7 separate regions of the Mus musculus genome follow, and regions 2, 3, 4, 5, 6 and 7 are each linked to region 1. Evidence: chromatin contacts called from public Hi-C, HiCAR-type and promoter capture Hi-C data. All regions are on one chromosome and are shown on one strand. The core of a region is the stretch at or near the end of the contact, and the rest is flanking DNA. Distances in the headings are between cores, read along the strand shown.

Evidence for each region. Promoter capture Hi-C pulls out the DNA fragments that hold promoters and counts their contacts. A called contact is a pair of places that touch in the nucleus more often than the background predicts. HiCAR-type assays count read pairs that join an accessible place to other places. Capture Hi-C pulls out chosen DNA fragments and counts their contacts.
Region 2: a HiCAR-type map of astrocytes shows a contact between it and region 1, with 10 times the contacts expected there. The contact joins the promoter of Ufl1 here to the promoter of Fbxl4 in region 1. A contact is called at or near these places in 3 of 39 promoter capture datasets (hippocampal neurons, liver and pre-B cells), 2 of 484 Hi-C or Micro-C datasets (CD4 T cells and natural killer cells), 1 of 115 datasets of contacts at active chromatin or transcription factors (astrocytes) and 2 of 9 other capture datasets (adipose tissue and liver).
Region 3: a promoter capture Hi-C map of pre-B cells shows a contact between it and region 1. The contact joins the promoter of Cpne3 here to the promoter of Fbxl4 in region 1. A contact is called at or near these places in 1 of 39 promoter capture datasets (pre-B cells) and 1 of 484 Hi-C or Micro-C datasets (rod photoreceptor).
Region 4: a Hi-C map of rod photoreceptor shows a contact between it and region 1, with 5 times the contacts expected there. The contact joins the promoter of Wwp1 here to the promoter of Fbxl4 in region 1. A contact is called at or near these places in 1 of 39 promoter capture datasets (pre-B cells), 2 of 484 Hi-C or Micro-C datasets (CD4 T cells and rod photoreceptor) and 1 of 9 other capture datasets (adipose tissue).
Region 5: a promoter capture Hi-C map of adipose tissue shows a contact between it and region 1, with 10 times the contacts expected there. The contact joins the promoter of Ndufaf4 here to the promoter of Fbxl4 in region 1. A contact is called at or near these places in 7 of 39 promoter capture datasets (the C10 cell line, cranial neural crest, frontonasal cranial neural crest and 3 more), 3 of 484 Hi-C or Micro-C datasets (CD4 T cells, CD8 T cells and Th1 cells), 1 of 115 datasets of contacts at active chromatin or transcription factors (astrocytes) and 2 of 9 other capture datasets (adipose tissue and liver).
Region 6: a contact with region 1 is called in a HiCAR-type map of astrocytes, with 5 times the contacts expected there. The contact joins the promoter of Klhl32 here to the promoter of Fbxl4 in region 1. A contact is called at or near these places in 2 of 39 promoter capture datasets (cranial neural crest and hippocampal neurons) and 1 of 115 datasets of contacts at active chromatin or transcription factors (astrocytes).
Region 7: a contact with region 1 is called in a HiCAR-type map of astrocytes, with 11 times the contacts expected there. The contact joins the enhancer-like site here to the promoter of Fbxl4 in region 1. A contact is called at or near these places in 5 of 39 promoter capture datasets (the C10 cell line, cranial neural crest, liver and 1 more) and 1 of 115 datasets of contacts at active chromatin or transcription factors (astrocytes).

Annotation. Positions count from the first base shown.
Region 1 is chr4:22,356,184-22,359,043 of GRCm38.p6, reverse strand. It overlaps Fbxl4 (F-box and leucine-rich repeat protein 4), which reads right to left and starts at 1,501. Exons shown (of 9, transcript NM_172988.4): 1 at 1,363-1,501.
Region 2 is chr4:25,280,351-25,283,210 of GRCm38.p6, reverse strand. It overlaps Ufl1 (UFM1 specific ligase 1), which reads left to right and starts at 1,390. Exons shown (of 20, transcript NM_001355512.1): 1 at 1,390-1,535; 2 at 2,443-2,588. The coding sequence starts at 1,459.
Region 3 is chr4:19,568,738-19,571,597 of GRCm38.p6, reverse strand. It overlaps Cpne3 (copine III), which reads left to right and starts at 1,490. Exons shown (of 16, transcript NM_027769.3): 1 at 1,490-1,597.
Region 4 is chr4:19,707,583-19,710,442 of GRCm38.p6, reverse strand. Wwp1 (WW domain containing E3 ubiquitin protein ligase 1) reads left to right here and starts at 1,439. Exons shown (of 25, transcript NM_177327.5): 1 at 1,439-1,604.
Region 5 is chr4:24,896,677-24,899,536 of GRCm38.p6, reverse strand. It overlaps Ndufaf4 (NADH:ubiquinone oxidoreductase complex assembly factor 4), which reads right to left and starts at 1,454. Exons shown (of 3, transcript NM_026742.4): 1 at 1,235-1,454; 2 at 861-964. The coding sequence starts at 1,370. It overlaps Gm46848 (a long non-coding RNA gene), which reads left to right and starts at 1,415. Exons shown (of 3, transcript XR_001784261.2): 1 at 1,415-2,847.
Region 6 is chr4:24,849,719-24,852,578 of GRCm38.p6, reverse strand. It overlaps Klhl32 (kelch-like 32), which reads left to right and starts at 1,455. Exons shown (of 11, transcript NM_001163020.2): 1 at 1,455-1,841. It overlaps Gm31379 (a long non-coding RNA gene), which reads right to left and starts at 1,518. Exons shown (of 3, transcript XR_390445.4): 1 at 804-1,518; 2 at 544-699.
Region 7 is chr4:24,619,076-24,621,935 of GRCm38.p6, reverse strand. All of the region lies in intron 10 of Klhl32 (kelch-like 32), which reads left to right. Among named protein-coding and RNA genes, the nearest start is that of Gm31436, 48 kb to the left of the region's middle. Within about 2 kb of position 1,420, at least 33 of the 459 cell types and tissues checked have an H3K27ac peak or open chromatin away from gene starts, as enhancers often do. A contact at or near this core is called in astrocytes, where this site is marked.

The DNA of each region.
Region 1 (2,860 bases), core at 252-2,751:
AAAGGAATCCAACCTGCCCTCAACTAAATGTTCATTACAAAAATATCCACTGATGTTCATGATATGTCAGACAAGGTTTGAATCGCCACACACTGTAAAGCTGGAGAAACAAGAGCAGCATGGCATTACCACAGGAAGTAGGTCACTGCTAGCAGTTCAGAAGGTCTCAAGAATACACGGGCGCCAAGTGTTCACCATATACCAGCACTTGACAGGAAGAAAAAGAACAGAACTCGACAAATTGGGATGAAGTCATTGGCCAGTAATAACCAAGAAGGCACAGCATTATTTATCTCACACCAAAGTTGAGTAAGACAACAAACCATGGGGCACGTGCACGGAGGGGGGTGGGGGTTAGTCACAATCCATATTATGAAAGACCCAAGAGGACTCCAAACTTAGAACAGCGAAGACGGCAAATAGTAACGCTTCCAAGCTGAGAAGACTGGGCAGTGGCTTGGTAAAGATTCGACGACCATATTTGAAAGCAAAACATCAGCTGTAAACAACACTGTAAGACAGCAGCAACAGGACCACAAACAACCAGGTCTTAGGCCCTGACCTCTCTGACTTTGAAAACAAAGACGGAATAGGGTTCAAAAGAGCCAAAACGTGGGACAGGAATTTTTCAAATTGGTACGCAAGTCTGGAAATAATGGAATTCAATGACTACTCAAGACTGTCTAATTCTTAGCGCCACTAGATGAGACTTCACTTCCACCCAAGACTTACTCCAAGACAGAGGAGTGCGAGGGACCCTGTACTCATTAATCGTGTAGGACGAGAGAGTGGGCAAGATAAGCAGTGTGCCTGCCTTAGGATCTCCTCAGAGTGTGCGCAGGAAGCAGAGGGAGCAGGTGGCTCCCAACAGAGCAGACCAGTGGGCCACAGCCAGCTAACTTCCTGACCCTTTGTGGATTACAAGTAGAACTGACTGCTGACAGCTCTGGGACTAAGAGCACTTGGGAAGCCGATGAAATGCAGAACCAACCCCATCGCCAAACATAGTTGACAAGTGGCTGGGCCCACCCCAGACGATGGAAAGAAGGCTGCAGCCTGGCATCTCCTGGCTCGAGCCTGCCTGGACAGAAACCTTCCCGCGTGAGAGGGAAGTCAGGGCTGCGCAGCCTGCAGGCCCAGCGTCCGCAGCTCGCCGTGAGCGTGCCAGGCCCAAGAGAGCCGCGACAGGAGGCGGCGGCACCCACGTCCGGTCTCCGCCAGCACAGCGGCGCAGCACCATAGGCACGCGTGGGCCCAGAGCCTCCGCCCCGCGCTCCCCAGAGTGGCGCGCGCCCGGCCCCGCCCACGCCGAGGGGGGAACGTCGAGACCTTGAAGAGGGAGGAAGGAAGAAAGCGCCGTACCCTGCAGGGTCCGGAACTGGGCGAACAGAGCTTCGCCGCAAGCCCGCAGCGTGGGCAGCAGGAGACGGCTCCCAGTATCCCGTGCTGCTGCCGCGGCGGCGGGCCCGGCCCAGCGCGACCCGGAAGGAAGACCGAGGCCGGGAGGCGGGGCGGGGCCGGAGGCGGGGCGGGGCCTGGCGAAGGGCGGGGCCAGGGTCGGGCTGGCTGCTGCCGGATTGCCCTGGTTGTTTGAGCTGATTAGCCAGGCCAGTGGTGCTTTAGAAATGGCCTGTTTGCTCGGGGACTGGCAGCGGGTTGCAGAACCTTTACGCTACTCATCCTGCCAAAGATAGCCCTCCAGAAGTAATGTAGTTCTGCTGGAGCTTCTTCGGACTTGGTGACTCAACCCAAGTATTATGCAAAAAAGCACTTCAGCACAGGAGCACTAGAAAGAGAACTTCTAGAGCAGTAAAAGTTCTCAGCAGGCACAATCCACCAATTAATATACAAATTCTTCAGCCCTCAGAAACAAACCTTCCCTGCAGGCGCATATTCACCTGACCACCTGTGATGAAGATGCTGTCACGGGTCTCCCTTAAGTCTCCATTTCTTTTCAAATGAACCTTTCTTCAGTTGTCGTTACATCTGTCTTTCCACAAGGTTTCCATTAATAAAAAAAAACTTTAAGATTTATTTTAATTTTTTATTAATCTGTGTGTGTGTGTGTGTGTGTGTGTGTGTGCTGTTCATGCGCACACATGTGTTCAGGTGCCATTGAAGGCAGAAGAGATCAGATATCCTGGAGCTGAAATTACAGGCATTTGTGAGCTGTCAGAAGTGGATTCTGGGAACCAAACAGGGTCTCTGAAAGAGCTGTCTCTCCAGCCCTATTTATGGGAAACTCAATAATATGCTGAACCACTCATGATTTCCAATTTTCTCTTGAAGAAGCAAAATAGAAAGAATACTTGTTAATTTTATGTTACTTTCTTTTCCATCGCTGTAACAAAACATCACAGCCAAAACAATGAGACTTGGGATTCCAGATGGTTAAGAATCACTTACATACCCGGAGCACTGCAGCAAGCACCAGGTATGGTGGCACAAACAACTAAGAGCTCACATCTCCAACTGCAAACAACGAAGTACAAAGAACCAACTCGAAACAGGTAAGTCTTTGATCTGTCAAAGCCAGGCCCAATGACTGACTTCCATCAGCAAAGCCATACCTCCTCCACCTCCCCAAACAGACCAACTAGGAACCACATATTGAAAGGCCCCAGCATATAAAAGTATCTCATCCAGACCACCACATGAAGTGAAACAATTATGCTATGCTGTGTAATCTACACAAAAGTGAAATTTTAATCAAAAACTTCAAACTCAATTTCCATCTTCCATTCTTAACTGTGACACTATCTGGTGAGCTAGGTTCTAAAAGGAGAGGGTTAGAACTGGGTGTGGTGGAGCATGTCTTTAATCCCAGCCATTGGGGGGCAGAGGCAGGCAGATGTCAGTG
Region 2 (2,860 bases), core at 141-2,640, 2.9 Mb before region 1:
TATAATGCAAATGTTATCCATGTATGCATATGTTCAAGCATCACAGTGTTTCATTGCTGTCTCTAATTTGTTTTTATGTCAAAAGACAATTTCTAAATGATTCCAAGAATGTGTAATAAATCCTGTACACACTGTAGCTAAAGACATCAACTATCCACAGACTGTCTGCATGTCAACATTAACAAGGTATTTGTACAACTACAGACAGCTATCATAAAATTTTATAAAGAATGGAATGTCAGCTCTCCAAATCTATACAAGTTCGTTCTTTAAAAGAATCTCCTACCCTTTAAAAAACAGCTGCGTAGTGTTTGCTCTGTTTAAAGTTCCTCTGTAATATCATATATTGGTCAAAAATTACTACCTCCCTCCCTCCCTCCCTCCCTCCCTCCCTCCCTCCCTCCAAAGCACTTAAAATGATGGGTGGGAAGATGCTTGAAGGTTAAAGTGCTCTCTGTGCAAGCATACAGACTTGAATTCAGAGCCCAAGCTCATCTTGAAACCTGGGTATGATCATCAACCTGACTGGGAGATGAAGCCAGGAGGAAACTCAGGGGCTGGCTGGCCAGTAAACCTACTTGATGGGAGGCTGGCCTACCTTTCTGAGAGAGTCTGCTTCAAAGGATAAGATGGAATGCCAAGCTTTATCATGGAGTTCTCTAAATTTAATCAAAGCTAGGCACTTCAGAAGCCAAATGGATTTATCTACTGGACGTGTTATATGGACTAATATATTTACATAGGAAAGAAGCAAAATATTCTTTACTAAGTACAATCAGCCTTCTGATTTCCCCATTGATTAAGATTGGAAAATGGTATGTGTGAATAAACAATGGCAGCAGTTATCTTGTCTAAGAAGTACAATGCCATTGCCTTCCCTAGTTTCACTCCCAGCAACGATTATTCCTTTGTCCGAGTAAATAATAATAATAATAATAATAATAATAATAATAATAATAATAATAAGCTTTAGAACACATGAACTGAAGTCCATGGCGTTTGCTATACCCAAATAGATTCATTTTGGAAGAACAAAATTCAAACTGATGCAGTAGTGTGGAACAAGTTTCTCTAAAACTGACTTCATTCTTGGCTCAAGTAAAAGCCCCATTCACTGTTCAAAGTGGATTAGTCACGGTTTGTAAGAGTCCCACAAAAGAAGTATGTCTCGTCCGCTCAGCAAGGGCGGAAGATCATTTGATGGTTGCTGGACAGAAACAGGAACCTTGCAAAAAGGATTACTGAGTCAGCATCAGCTTGGCTTTGTAGGAGTTTAGGAAGCCGCTTCCCGCAGGCCACGCCCAGCTGAGGGCGGAGAGCTCGGCAGTCGCGTTTCTGTTCGCGAATTTCCTTGACGCAGGTCTCTTGGCCCTCTGCGCGGTCCGTCCCGGGGTGCCTGCGGCAGGCTGAAGGCTGACGTGTCTGCCGTTTCCCTGTGTCGGGGCGAGCGGAGCAGTGATGGCGGACGCCTGGGAGGAGATCCGGCGGCTGGCGGCTGACTTCCAGCGGGCGCAGTTTGCAGAGTCCACGCAAAGGTGCTGGTTCCCTGCGGTGTGGAGCCGGCTTAGGCCCGGGACGCTGCCCCGCTCCCGCACTGCCTGCCGGAACGCGGTGGGACCCCGGAGCCGGTCTGCTGCGGCGGCTGTCGGTAGAGGCGCTCGCTGCCCGGCCTAGGGCGAGCTTGCAAAGTCCCCAGTGCAGCGCGCAGCAAGTAGTCTGTCCCTCCTCCAAATCCTTTTTACGTGCAGCCACAGATCTAAGCCAGGCCCACATGCCATCTGTCATATTTTAGGGACTCCGGGACACCAACTTTTCTACACTCCAGAAATGGGGGAGTGGCCGAATTACCCCGACTCTGCGCCCGTGATTACACATCGCATATATAAGGCGAATAGACTTTGTCTCCCTGTCAACGAGTTCTTGTAGTATTTTATTTCTCTTGGACCTAAACACAGTAGTCCGTTGATGCTGTTCTATAACATTGAGAGCTACAGACATACATACACTCTCACAACAAACAAACAACAAAACCCGGGGAAAAAATTTAGTGCAAGATGGCTGTGAGTAGCTAACATTATAGTACCTATAGTTCTGCTAAGCCACATGACCTGTCTGTACACCAACTGTACCAGTAAGGCCAACATACTGTGATTTTAAAGAAAAGTTTGTTTGTTTTCAGCTGGAAAATTTGATACTTGAAGGCAGGACTAGGAGAGAACATCTGTAGAATCATAATACAGTGACGTGTGTGAATTAAATAAATAATTCAAGGGAATATAAACCTACTCTCAAGTTTTCTTTTTAAATTACTCAACCAATATCATCATACTAATAAAGGACAGATTTTGTAATGTAGAAGTTACTCAAAATTTTGCTTTCAAATACCTGGGGGGGGGGGGGGCGGCATAGCAAGTACACTCTTAAACTCCTGGCTTCGCACAGGTTGTCAGAGCGGAACTGCATTGAGATTGTGAATAAATTGATCTCTCAGAAACAGCTGGAAGTAGTCCATACACTTGACGGCAAGGAATATATCACTCCAGCCCAAATCAGTAAAGAAATGAGAGACGAGCTACATGTCCGAGGTGGTAAGTAATTCCTCAGTGTCATGCTTTTGTCTTTACCGGATGTTTGAAGAAAATACATTAAATTAAAAATAAGTACTTACGTGGAGGTTATAGGGCATTCTCCTCAATGGCTCCTTCTTTCCTCTTTGTGTTGGGTATCAGATCCAGAGCACAAACTAGGCAAATACTACCCCTGAGCTGTAACCCTTCTCTACTGATAACTTGATGATCAGCCTTCATAGGATCATGCAGTCAACCTTCGTATGTTCATATGAACATAATCTTACAGGTTC
Region 3 (2,860 bases), core at 241-2,740, 2.8 Mb after region 1:
AAAGTTGCAGTGAGCTCACATTTAAAACTGCCCAGAAGACTCTAGCTCTTACATTCTTTGCTTTCTGTCTTCTTTAATGATCACTGCTGGGTCTTGGAAGGAGGGGGCATGATGCAACTATCCCATTTAGGGGTATGCTTTCCTTAGTCTCACCCTCTGTGCCTTGGACATTTGCGGGACTCTGTTCACCACGGCTGCAAACAGAAGCTGCTCTGATGAGAGCGGAGAGGTGCATTAATCTATGAGTTTAACGAAAAGCCATTAGGAGCTGACTTGATACTCTGTCCATTGAGCAGAATATTTATAGTAGATTCTCCCCTGGGTCTGTGACCTGCCTAGCTGTTGTTTTTGCCTCGATAATAGTGCCAGGTATGGATTTCATTTTGTGGAGTGGAGTGGAACTTAAATCCAATCAGAAAGTGGTGAGTTATTTCCATGATATTCCTGCCACTATTGCACAAAGGGCATGTCTTTCCAGGCTGCTCATCACTGGCGCTCTAGGGTTCACTGCTGGGTAAGACTGAGATGACCTTTCTCCTCTGGAAGCTTACATATCACATTCCATTCTTTAGTCCTTTCTATTGAGTGTCCCCCCCCCCCCCCGCCTTTTTCCCCTCACCAATGTAAGTGAAGTAACTTTTGTAATACTGTTCGTTTGTCTTTGTTGATTTTTATCCCATTTTTTTCCAGCAGATATTTTAAATTTTCATTCAATAGAAGGATGTGACTTTGAGTACCCATCACCATAGGCATTTTGAGATTAGCATAATCTGATGACTTTAGGCAAATTGAACAACTGTTTACCTACCACATTTCACAGTATTTTCTTGCACCATTCTTATGAAAAGGCACGTGGCGCTAAACACATAACAAAGCTTTTGTGACGACCAAATAAAATAAATATATATTAAATAAAATAAGCATGTAAAATTACTCTGGGAAGGTGTACGCTCTACAGAAGGATGCTTAAGAGCTGGCATTTCACACTATTTCCTTGTCCAGATCTGTTTTCTTTCTTTATTTTTTTAAGGTTTATTTGTTTTGCTTTGCATGTATGAATGTTTTGCTTGCATGTTTGTACACACACACACACACACACACACACACACACACACACACATACACACACACCTGCCTGCTGCCTTGGGGAGATCAGAAGAGAATGCCAGATCCTCTGGAATGTGCTAGATGTTTGTGAGCTACAAACCGGGAACTCTGCAAGAGCAACAAGTGCTCTTCACTTCCGAGCCCCCCCCCCCTCCCCCCCAGACCAGATCAGATATTTTACTGCCTAAAGTCAATTACGGGTTTTGTAAGAATTCTTTAAAAGGTCAGCGGGTTGAGGCGCAGCAAAGAAAACTGGGAGTGAAAATGGGTTGAAATGGGTTGGGCAGCAAGCTCCCTATCAAAAGCAAAACTTCACCTTGGTCCCGCCCACAAGCTCCGCCCTCGCCCCTCCGCTCCGGGACTCCGCCCACGAGCCCCGCCCCTCCGCGGTCCAGCCCTCAGGTTCCAGTAAAGCCCCTGCGGTCCTGCCGCCTTGCGGTGCTCCTCGCTGGCTCTCCACCCTCACTCGACTTCTGCGGCGATATAGCACGTGAGTGCGTGACTTTTCCCAGCTCCGGAGCCGTGTGTCCCAGCCCAAGCCTGCAGCCTCCCGGGAAGCGGGCCGGTCCCGGGCGGGAAGACTTAGGGCCCTCAGGCTTCCATGGCCCGTCCCTCCGGGCCCCGGGCGCTGGAAGTGCTCCGTGGGTTTCCGGTGCCCACTCTGGGGACTCCCGAGTGTCGCGTGCTGGGTCCGCGGCCCGTGGAAGTCCGGGGCTGGGGGTCAGCCTGGGGGCCGCGAGCGCCTCCTGGGCCTGCGGCTCGCGCACCTGAAGAACCCTGCCGGGGATCCGCGGGCCTCGAGTGGAAGGGCAGGGTGGGGCGAAGGGTTACAGCCCCGAAATCTCGGTCCCGCTCAGCGGGGAAAGATTGGTGAACCAGACGAACCGGTCGTGTGGGGGAACGGTGGAGGAAAGGCTGCGTGCTGAGGGAAAAGGTGCTACTGAATTCGGTGCAAAGCTGGGCCTGGGTGAAGTCCTAGCAAGCTCCTGCACCTGTGTCCAGGGCTTTGGGCTCACTGCACACGCGACGCGAAGGAAGGGCAGTGCCACTTACTTGTTTTGCAGTCAGAAACTTGAGAGCATAGTGACCGTTAGTGTTGGCGCTAATGCACTTGACTGCGATCAGCTTTTGTTTCTTTCTGTTGTGTTTGTGGCCGCCAATAATCAGAGGGTGAAGTAGGATTAAAATAACCAGTGGTTTGCAGTGACCCACAACCTCTGTGTTAAGACCATTTTTATATATAGTTAGCTCACAACAAGCATAAATGCGACTATTATCTTTTTCACTCCTCAGGAAACTGGAATTAATTTATGAAACTTGGCACCTCTGAAAGTGGTAGCATTAGGTTTCGATTGTGGTCTGTACTTTTTTTTTAATACTTTACGATTTACAAAAGTAAGTGAATCTTATTTCACAAGAAAGGCAGTGACTATCTGTCTAGTTTCAAGTATGTTCTGAGGTTTTGTTATCTGTCTAACCTTTGGGTGGGATGCCCAACCCTTTATGGTGTGTTTCTACATTTGTAAAATGGATATAGCACTGATGTGTCAGAGTGGTGAGGGCTAAATAAAATGTTTGTAGATCACTCATCGAAGTGTCTGATACATAAATAACGATAAGATAAATGATGATGGTAGTTGTAGTGACAACAGTGGATTCTCAGAATCTATCTGCTTTTCAACACTCCCCCTCACCCTGCCCCCTCTGTTTTGAGAATATTTTTTAAAAGGCGGCCCCTTTTGGCTGATGAGTT
Region 4 (2,860 bases), core at 190-2,689, 2.6 Mb after region 1:
TCTTGCTTCTGGTAACTGAGGTGGGCAGGGCCATTCCATGGGCTATATGCAACAAAGGCATGATAAGCATGCCTCTCACTCTATTTCCTCACTTCTGGTTTATTGTGACCAGCTGCTTCAAGCTCCGGTCACTAGGTATGAGCCAGCGTAAACTCCATTTCCCTTAAGTTGTTTTGGACCAGTCATTTATCACAGCAAGAGGAATAGGTTGAAGAAAAGTAAAATTGTCATGTACATTTTTGAGAGATTTTTGTGCACCATAGGCATATGCCCCTAACTTATATGTAAAATTAGGGGCTAGTAACTAATGGACCAGAGTGGAAAAGAATGAACGTTTGTTCATTCAAGTGGTATTTACTGAGTCCTACAAATACTCATGGAGCCTTAGTGTTCTTCTTGGTAGACTACTTTTTTCTCTTCTTCAAAAGTTGCAGCAACAACGGAGTGAATCAGAAAGGTGGTTTAATGTTAACAAGATATTTAGAACAGAAATGTTACAAGGTGATTAGGCTGAGAACTTGTTACCTATGGAGTAGTGAAGTTAAAGGTGTCACAGGCAACAAGAAGCCAGGATTCGTGAACTTTTCTGACAAGAGAACTAGTCGGCTCTGGGGTGGGTTTAAATTAATTTGTGAGGTCTAGCTGAGGTGTTTGGCTAAATGTACTATTTATTCTGGAAGAACTTTTGTTCTTTCTCTGAAGTAGAATGGCGGGCCATATGGTGAGTAATGTGGTCATTACACTGCAGTGTGACCTTTCTCGCAATGTAAATTACCAACAGCTCTTTTCTAAACCAGTTGACTCATTGTGTCAAAGAGTCAAGAGACAGCTACCTTTCAGAATTACTGTGTCCATTAACTGTACGAAAAGGGATATATGCACTTGCTCAATCAGTAGTAGCTTTGTCCCTGGGCCACTGTGGTGCCAAGAGAAAGGAACAATTTCATTACCAACACAATGGTCTCGTGTGACTACCATTACTAATGGACCCTAAATCAAATATTAAAGCGAGGTCAAGGGGTTTTCCTTCGCAGCCTACTTTGGCTGCGAAAGCACGGACGTGCCTGGAGGGTCTTCCCTGAGGTTATGCAGGAAGCTCTGCAGCTGACTGAACAGACCAGGTAGCTGCTGTTCACAAGTCACCACCGGCTTCCCGGCGGCTGCCCCGCCCCCTTTCCGGCTCTGGCTCCACCTCCTCTCCCTTATTGGTTGGCGTGCCTCTCCGCCTGACCGCCTGGAAGACCCGGAGGAGCGGAGTGGCCCCTAGGCGGGCTGGGCGCGCGCTCGCTGCGCATGCTCGAGGGCAGCTGGATTCCCGGTCTGGACCAGAGGCTCAGAGCGGCCCCGGCGGGGAGGCGCGCCCGTGCGCGGCAGCGGCAGCGGAGTCGCGAGCACGCTGCGCGCTCCCGAGGAAGGGAGGTGTAGGCCGGGGTGGGTGGGGGGAGGGCCGGGTGTCGGCGCGCTTGGCGTGCGGGATCCGAGTGGCTGCGGGCGGCCTGAGCTGCCCGGCCGACGCCTGCTGCGAGATGGCGATCTTGGGCGCGGAGGGCTGAGGAGGCGCCGCCGCGGTGGCTGCGGGCCCCGGGAGCCGCAGCTTTGCGCGGGTAAGTACAGCGGGGCTCTGGAGGGCGGCCGGGCCGGAGTTCGCCGGGGTGGGGTCGCCGGGCTTGCCCCGAGCTGGCCCTGGCACCGGCCTGTGCGGGTGACACCGGAGCCCGGCGAAGTGGCTCGGTGACTGCAGTGCTCAGCCTCCTGACCGGCGGCTTGCTGGCGTCCCAGCTTCCCCGCCTCAGAACTGCTGCCCTGACTTTCACCCGGATCCCACCGGCGCGAGCCGGGACGCCAGCCTCAGAACGTCCTTTTCTGACACGTTTTTAGCATTCAGCTTTTTTTTTTTTTTCACTGACTCCGCACCTCCTCTCACCAACAATCTTAATCTCCACCTTTGGTGACCTGGTAGGTTCAAGTGACCTTGCAAAATTTTCTAATCCTCATCTCGTGATTTGGGTCCTTTTCCTTTAAATCTTCTTTTAAAATGTAGTATTGTTAGGATTTGGTACTTTGCCCGTCGCCTTTAGCCTTTACAGTCCTTAAATGATCAGTTTGTGGCTTAGGGCTGTATGGCTTTCTACTCATCGGTTTGGAGTTGTAAGTTCTTTTGCTCTAAGCGATTCCTCTTCATTATTACCAAAAAGAAGGTGTATCTATTATGCTTTTGAAATATTTTACTCGTCCACCATAAAATATTTCACAAATGTCTGTGTTTTCCCTGTTAATGTTTCATCTTTTTGTGTGCATAAAATTGAATTCCTCCCCCTAAAATGCCGCTACTTAGAGTTATGGAAAAAAATGCCAGAGTTACCTTCCCACTCCCCATTTGGTGTTTTTTTTACCCCTGATGAAATACCCTGTTCACAGTTGTCTGTAGGTTTCTGTAAGAGTTTTTGCTTATGTATAAATCCACTTAACATGTCTCACCAAGTCTGTATGTAACTGCTAGTAAAACTCTCCTTTTAAAAAAGACATTCTTTCATTTATCTAACTTCCTTGAGCCATAAAACTATGTGCTTAAGCTGACTGAAAATTACCATTTTTTAAATAACTAGTTAACATTTTAAATTCAAAGATAATGTCCAAGTGTTGGAGCTGTTGAAATTGAGATGCTTGAGAAATGTGACTTAGCTCTTTGAGACATAGATTATTAACATTTCCAAATAATTCTTCACGTAAAATGTAGAGCTGCTTTTAAGACACTGTACTTTTGAAACCCAGGGCATGGCTGATCAGGTCTCTTGCCTTCAAAGAGATGGTAATCTCTTGAGTTGGCTGAAATTTCTGTTACATCCTTGCACAATTATTA
Region 5 (2,860 bases), core at 205-2,704, 2.5 Mb before region 1:
TTATAGAAGTAGCTGTAATTGCAGTCTTTTGCTCAGTATTAGATAATACAAAAAAGTTTTGTAATGAAAACAAAAAACAAAAAAAACTTTGAGGGCTGTGGCTGGTACTTCCTCTTCATTTAATCTAATTCTTTGCCTTCCAGGCTGCAACTTCAATTTGCACTCCAGGCCCAGGGTTAAATGTCACTTCCTCAGAAGCAGCCTTTCATCTTCCCCAGCCCGTAATTACATTATAGTTGTACAGCTGCTCATCCACGGAATGGTCTGTGGTCCGCAACGTACCATGGGCCTCAGAGAGTAATTACTGTTTTAATCACTACACACAACACTTACACCTGACACAGGAGACATACCCATCATTCCAGCATGCTATATTAACTTACATATAATATTACATATCCTGTTGGGACACATCCTCAAAACTATGAACGTGCCCCCACTCCAAACCCCCAAACACTGAGGTTGTCATTAAGAGCATCTTAATTTACAGAATATGAAATAGCTCTCAAAGTCATACTGGTCACTCAGAAAACCACTAAAAAATGCCGTAACCCAACCCTACAACTTCTGCAATAAACAATTCACACAGGTCCATCCAATCAATCCCTTCACAGGTCTTTCGGTATACCCTAAGTATACCCTAAGTATACCCTAAGTATACCCTAAGTATCGAAGGGGGTCCAGGCCTGCCTGTGTCTAGCTGTCTGTGCTCTACACTGACTGCTCCCCTCTACACACACACACACACACACACACACACACACACACACACTTTGCACTTTCACTCGTTGCCCTCTTTTTCTTGATCACTTTCTCAGACCTCCAAAATAAACTGCCAACTTAATTAACGTATACATTACCGGCAAGGCAGGCACCGGATCTTTGGAATCGACATATACATCTCTTAGCAATGACAGCAGCTTGTTATCTTTTTTAGAAACAACTTCTTCGATTTCTGGATACTCTAAGGAAAGAAAATAAGCCATAGTATCTTTTTTTTTTTTTTTTAAGGAAAAAAATCTCTAAACTCGTAAACATGTACAATATTAAAAAAAAAAATCATCTGGACATCTTGGGGCAAACACTTGGACGAGAGTCTGCGTGCAGCCTGCGCAGACGCCGGGAGAGAGCGCGGGCTGCCTTGGGCTCCGGGATTCCTTCCAGCCGCCACCACCCGGGGCCCGCGCGGGGACGACCTCAATGTCACCGGAGGCCTGGGAGGGACTGCACTCACGACTCCGGTGCTCCTGCAGGAGGTCGCGGGTAGAAGGGTGCTTGGGTGCCATGGAGGGCTTCCTCTTGCTGATCTCTCGCTCCGCTCGCTTCTCCACGTTGAAGTTCCTTAAGGCGCGGGTCACGCGAGCCCCCATCTCTAAATCATGATGCCCTTAGTTCACTACGCACGTGTAGAAGCCACCGGCACCGGTGACCTCTGTACGCACGGAGCATGCGCACACCAGGGGCCAGGCACCGGTAAAACGCCGAGGACGCGCTCGTCGCCCCCTGGTGGCCGGGAGGACGCACCCTGGACTCCGCCCCGCCCACCCTTCCGCACAGGCGCATGCGCAGACATCTGGGCGTTGTCAGGGACGCCGGCCGGCGACTCCGGAGTCTTTAAGGATGAGCTGCTGTGATCCCACGGTTGCAAAATCCCGAGTAGCCAGTGTGGAGCGGAGATCTTCCAACCTCTTCAGAGGGCAGAGCGCAGGGTCAAGGTTCTGAATTTACCTGCCCATGCTTTTGAGAAATTGAGAATATTTGTTCTCAGCCGCAATTCCATTCTAACAGCCCTTATTTTCCTGTCCCTTGCCTGGAGCTTTCTGAGCCAATTTTGTGTTGGTTTTGTTTGTTTGTTTTAACTCTTTCACTATCTTGACATACCATTTTCCTGCCACTTTGTCCCTAGTGCTATGAGTTTTAGGCTTTCCTTCCCCTTCTCTCATAAGTAGTACTAACTTGACATACTCCTCCATTAGCGCTGAATCACCGTGCTCTTCTCAGCCCCATTTCTCAGCTCTACTGCCTCTCGAGTCTCTGTAATCTTGGCAAACCCTGGTGTAACTTAACGCTGTATTTGGAAAAAGAAAAAAAAAATCTACGGTACACATTCTATCTTCCTTTCCCCTTCTCTTCCACCCACCCTTTGTCTCTTCCTTCTTTTACGTTTCCGAAAGTATTCAATGTGATTGGCCCATAGTTTTTAAAGCCCACCAGCAAGAAAATAAGTTTTCGAATTAATATTTTTCCCAGACTGTGGTTGTGAAATCTATTAAAGATTTTAGCCTGGTTGGTTAGGTGAATAGATTAGTTGTGTCTAACCAACTTAAAGAAAAAAATTAGGGGGAGGGGTTTTCATTTTTTTAAGGACTATTACTAATTAAACTGTTTCATAATAGAGAAAACACTAGAGGGGTAAAGTTCTCACTGTTGCTTATGAAACCTGTCTCTGGAGATGGGTTATGTAGAAGCTAAAACCGTGTTCAGTGAGTTAATTTGTTAGTTATCCTGAAGGTGGCAGTCTGCTCCAAGATTTCCATCTGAGAGCTTTTTAAACAAGTTCATAACTGGGTGCCTTTTTTTTAAAACCAATTTCTCTGGACATCAAGAAATGTTCCTTGGCCTCATTAAGTCTGTTCTGTGCTTTAAGAATTATAGTAGCAATTCCACTCACTGCCTGCTAAAGTATTTTAAATTTTCATGTGATTCCACCAAACTTAGGGCTACATGAAAGTAACCTTACACAAGAGTTTCGAGTGAGTCCAGGACAGCAGATAGTACAAAATTAAAGATCTGTGAATTTCTACACGCAGGAAAGCTTGGATTTGACACTGGAAGAGACAGTGGCAGGTGAGCCTATTGT
Region 6 (2,860 bases), core at 206-2,705, 2.5 Mb before region 1:
ACCAGGGGGCAAAGCAGGTTTGTGCCAGAAACCTACCCAAGCTAGTGAGGTCACAGGTCTTAGAAGATAATCTATTACTACCCCTTTGTCAAGCCAGCATAATTTCTTAACTACGTTTAAAACTATCCTTATGCCTACAAATAAGTGTAGCTCTCACCCCTTAACATAGAAGCATCTTTTTACAGCAAATGGAGACCATCACAGGAAAACACAACTGAGCATAGATTAACAGATCAAGAGACCTCAGCTTCAATGGACATAGCACAGCACAGCTCCTCTGCAGCTCAGGGGCCACGCGCGCAGAAGCAGAGGAAAGATTGTAAGAGCCCAAATACTAGGAACTTTAGCTTTCCTGGAAATGGCTTCATAAACAAGACCTTACAAACTGACACCATCAGTAAGCATGCTAAAGCTGAAGATGCAGCGTCTTATGTCTTGACACCATTGTTAATATTTTGAGGGTCATAATGCTTTCACATTTGATCTTCCAGCATAAAATGAAGAAGCAGTTGCTTAAGAAATATTCTAGAGTCTAGCACTAACCTTCTTTGCAGTCAGGTGTAATACTTTTCTCTGCATATACTCTGGTGTCCAGGAGTGTTAGGTCAGCATCCGTTAGTCCAATATGGAAATCGTGGCATTAAAGAGCGGAGACAGGCAGATCTCAGAAGACCAAACACATCTCAAACTCTTGTGGGTCTAAAAGTGGAAAATGATTGCTGAACCATTGGTTTGAGAAAAATTAAGAAATCAAAACGGATCTAGGCCTCTCTGCTAGCTCCAGTGTATGGAAGAACACAAACCTTTCCGTTTTGTAGAATTCCTGGATATATTTTAAGTCTTGCAGTATTTTAATTCACTCGTGTCTACTAAGTATTTCTCTCCAACTTCAAGTCTACCACTCTTGACTTCACATTCGACCAAGGTTTCCAATTCAGAGGTGCAGTATTACTTATTAAAATTATTCATTTTCCATAAAAGGGAGTTTCTCAGCGTGTTTACACACTGCCCCTCAGCTATGCCAAGCCTGGTAATTCAACAATGGTGTCAGCGTTTTAGTGCTGTCTAGTGATAGTCAAATACTCCCTCTTCGCTCTGGTTCAGGACAAGTCTACCTATGCAGGCTATGGTTTCTTAAAAAGTTGCTCCACACTTATCCTCAAAGGTACATTATTAACAAGAATTCTCAGAAGGCCACAGCAGGCTATTCTGGGCTAGTGCCTCTGAATAAGTCAGCCAAGTCAGGGACAGGGGAGCGCGCTCCATGGGGAAGGTGGCACCTGCAGGCTTAGACACTTCCAGCCCTAGGAGGCCTGGGACCAGGATTTAGTGTCAGGGCCATAGTAGCAGCAGAGGCCTGCGGGAGTAGCAGGCTGTGCGCGTGACCCGCGACAAGCGGCTCGGGTGCGGGAGCGCGGAGAGGGGGACTTCCGGGGAGCGCGCGTGTCACGGGCGAACGCGGCGGGGCGGGAGCGCGCACCGGCAGGAGGGCGGAGCGGCTGTGAGGGGAGGCTGGAGACCGGCTGCTGGGAGGGTAGAGCGGGCCGGGTCGCACGCGCCACCTGCGGGGCTGGCTGGCTTTCTCTTCCTGCCGACACATCCCGGTCCCTCTCCGAAGCCCCTGGAGTTCGGGAGCGCGCGGGGTAGCGCGCACACCGACTCGCATCCACACACACGCCAGAGCGCGCGATCATCACTGCTGCAGCCCGGGCAGGGCAGACGGAGCTGCTGCAGTTTCCCCAGGGTCGAGAGGAAAGCAGAGCTGTCTTGCCTGGCAGAGAGCCTGGTGCCCGCTGGAGCCCCTGGGGTATCAAGCCCAGCAGACTGCTCCCCTCCATCGGGTAAGCCAGTCTCTCTCCTTGTGACAGGTTCGGAATTAGTGTCAGCAGACCCATGGGAGAGGGTGGGAGGCTGCGGATGAGCCAGACCCGGCGAGACCTGGAGTTGCGGTTTCAGAAGATGCAGCCTCTGCTGGCAACGTCTAGCGGGAGCAATTACTACTCTGGTTACTTATTCTACCAACCTAGAGTTGCAACCCCCTCCCCCAACCCGGTATGCACTATGCTTCCTGGTTGCCAAGGAGACGTGTTTAAACATCAGCCTTGGGACATACATTGGAAGAAGTGATTTCTTAGATCCTTTTTATTTTGACTTAAAACAAAGTAGTATGTGCATTGAGGACCTTGTGGCAACTTAGCAGTCGTTAATTTGTATTCAGACAGTGGTTTCATTCAACTTTAAGAAAGTGACTATACGTATGCGATTTTTTTTAAAGGACCCGTCAGTCAGATGAGTTTTTCAATGGATTGTGTCTTACATGGTAATTTACTACCATCTTGGTGACCTTAAAAGAAATTTAATTTAGAAGCTGCCCTTTCCTTCTGTTTCCAGTTCTAGTTTGCATTTCACTAGTATTAAATTAACTGTAAGAGCAGATGATTTTTATTGTGGCTCCCACACCGGGAAGCTTTTCTGTTGTAAATTGGCCAGAAGGGGAACAGCGCCTGTGAATTTCTAAGGCAACAGTATAGATGACATTCACTCACGACATACAGCGTTTCTGACATTTCTGTGTCCACTGCAGCCCGTTTGTGAAATTCCATCTTCCAGCCTAATTGGTTGATTAGAAGTTAAAGCTTCGTTTCTATGTTGATAGAGGTAGACATGAAGTGCTTGCCCTGGCATACTGTCCTAGAACAACGCTCACATTAGAATTTTGTTTTCTTCTGGAATACGGAAGAACCCTTTCCTAAAATGAGGCCCATGAAGGACACCATACGCCTGACCTCACAGGAGTCCCTCGTACCTGGACTGACTAGGGCTGATTTTTCTTTTCCTCTCAGATGTTTAGTGAGTGAAC
Region 7 (2,860 bases), core at 171-2,670, 2.3 Mb before region 1:
ATTAACATTTGTAAAAGATGTTGAGGTTTAGAACCACTAGTAATACATACACTCACAGGATATAGATCCTGAAAACTAAAAAGCATTCTTATTAATTTTGTGGGCCTGGGGCTGTCTGGCATGTAGCCTGACTCTAATCTGATGTGCCTGAGGTGACCAGGACACACAGGCCGCTGTGTGAGCATGCAGGTGACTCGTCTGTGTTTCCAGATTTTTCTCTGTTATTCTCCTTTCCTGTTACTTCCTTTTGGCCGGAGGATAAGCTGGCAGTCTGGCACTGCCGCTTCCCACGTGTCTCCTTCCTGCCAGTTTACTGGGGAGTGTTTAGGAGAAAATCTGCCAAAAGCGTTCTTTTTCCCTCCCAGATTAAATACATTACATCTGCTTAACATATGCAGTCACTGCTGGGCCAGGGAATCACACAGTATTCATTTGGGGGAAGGCACTAAGTCCTGGCTCTTCTGGGCTACATCCTTGGATTAAAATACTGGCTAGAGCTACCATTTACAGCCAAGTTATCTCGAGAAAGTCACTTAATTTTTCTGTTTTCTTCTCTAAAAATTGAAGGCAATACTTAACCTTGCATGGTTTTGATAGATATTGAGTGATCTTAGAGCTGGCAAGAAGGAGCAATAAAGGGAATCAGGGACTCAAGAATAGCACAGGTGTTATTCAAGAACAGGCCTGTAGAGGGGCTATAAATATAAAGCAAGACCCATAGCCAGGGACCCACTACAAGGGTGGGCTAGTGGCAGGGTTAAAAGGAGACTGAAATGCTTCCATGTTCAACTTGTGGTCAGCCATTGTGAGGGAGGTGTCTTAAAAACTGGGTGACTGGTACGTCTCTGGTTGCTAGCTATTTCTAGGGTTAGGGGTCAGAGAGTGCAAGAATCTAGACAAATTATTTTACTGCATAAATTGTTACTGTTTAATCCAAATGGTACAGCTTTCCAAAATGACACGGTTCTAGTTAACATTTCTGACTTGTTTGCACTAGCTAGGCAAAACAAAAACCAAACAAACAAAAAGCAATAGAGGCATAGCTGTTGCTCTTGTAACTTGTTCCTAGACAAGGGCCTCAGTAAGCAGGGGCTTTTGGAGCAGTCTTAGGCATCAGAAAATGTGAACTATGCTTGCTGTTGGAATGGCTTTTTGGTGGTGCCCTTGATAAAGGAGTTCAGTTTCTTGAATACAAAATAGCCTAAAAAAAAAAAAAAAAAAAAAAAAAACCAAGATGGCAGGGCCCGAAGACTACCGCAAATAGGAGCGAGCCAGCCCTGGCAGTCAGCATCCCAGGCTGGGTACCGCCCCCTAGAGTTGGAATGTCAGCAAAGTTCATTTGCTCAGGCTCAAAGGTTTTTTGGCTGCATCTCAGACTGACGGCTCCAGAGTGGTTTATACAGAAGTAGCATTCTTCCTGGAAGAAGAGAGGTTCCTCCTTTCTTGGCAAAAAATGAGGCCCAGAACATTGCCCTTTTACAGAACACTTGCAAATAAGGCCATTTGATTTAAGAAGATGGTCATTATTTTTGTGATATCACTCCTGAAGAGATGAGAACAAATGTCAACTCACCCTAGATAGGAAACTAATGACAGATCAAAGCACGGATAACACCAAAGTCAAACTTGGTGAGCCAATGAGTTTTACTGAGATTATTTACAGGGATATGGGCGAGGGATTAGTTACAGGAACAGAAATGACTCAAACAGCTGTGTTACCTCAACATGATGGATCGGGTTCTGTCATAGTGCCCCAGTTAGTATGCGACTCTTCCAGTTTGTCTGGTTTTTCTTTGTTTAGGCAATTTGGCTGCTCTCTCTGCTCCTTCCAGGATGCCTGAAGGGTCTCTTTCTTCCAGGCTGCTGGGGCTGAGTCTCTTCGAAGCAGCTTTTCTGACGATCTTCTTTGTAGCTTAGCTTGAAGAGAGACTCCCAGTAGTCTCTGCTGTTTCTATACTTTTGGGGAAGGAGAGGAGTACTGAATGGGGTCAGTTAAAGGGACTTCCTAAAGCCATTTAGAGTTGTTTCCTTCCTGTTTGAAGGAGCTGCCCTGCAGATGGAGAACTTCACCTCTTCTTAGAACAGCCCATTGTTTCCCCTCTATGTAAGCATCATTTCCTAAAATATCCTGTTGTTTCACCTCCCTTTCATATCCTATGTCTGAAGATATTTCCTTCCAAGATGGAAGGTTTTTGTTTTTTTTTTGTTTTGTTTTGTTTTGTTTTTTTGTTTTTTTGTTTTTGGTTTTTCGAGACAGGGTTTTTCTGTACAGCCCTGGCTGTCCTGGAACTCACTTTGTAGACCAGGCTGGCCTCGAACTCAGAAATCCGCCTGCCTCCAAGATGGAAGGTTTTAACCGTAGAGGAAACTGCTACACAACAGGTGGCTCTTCCTCTAGGGTAGTGGCCCTTAACTTTTGAAGTGATGCAAGCCTTAATACATCTCTTCATGTTAGGGTGACCTCCAAGCACAAAATTACTTTGTTGCTACCTCATAACTGTAAGTTTGTCATTGTTATGAACTGCAGTGTAAATATCTGATATGCAGAATATCTGATAGGTGACTCCCGCCCCCAAAGGGTTGAGACCCACAGGATCAGAACCATTAGTGTGGGTATCTTCAAGCTTTAAAAAGCTGTTGATAATAGAGACCTGAGTGATTGATGTGGGAGGGCCCAGTCCATTCTGGGCAGTGCCACTCCTGAACTAGGGAGCAAGAGAAAGCAGGCCGAACAAGCCATAGGGAGCAAGCAAGCCAGTAAGTTGTACTGTCCCATGACTTCTGCCTTAGTTCATGGTTTCAGGTTCCTAGCCTGGCTTCCCAGTGATGGAGAGTGACTGACCTAAGAGTTGTAAGCTGA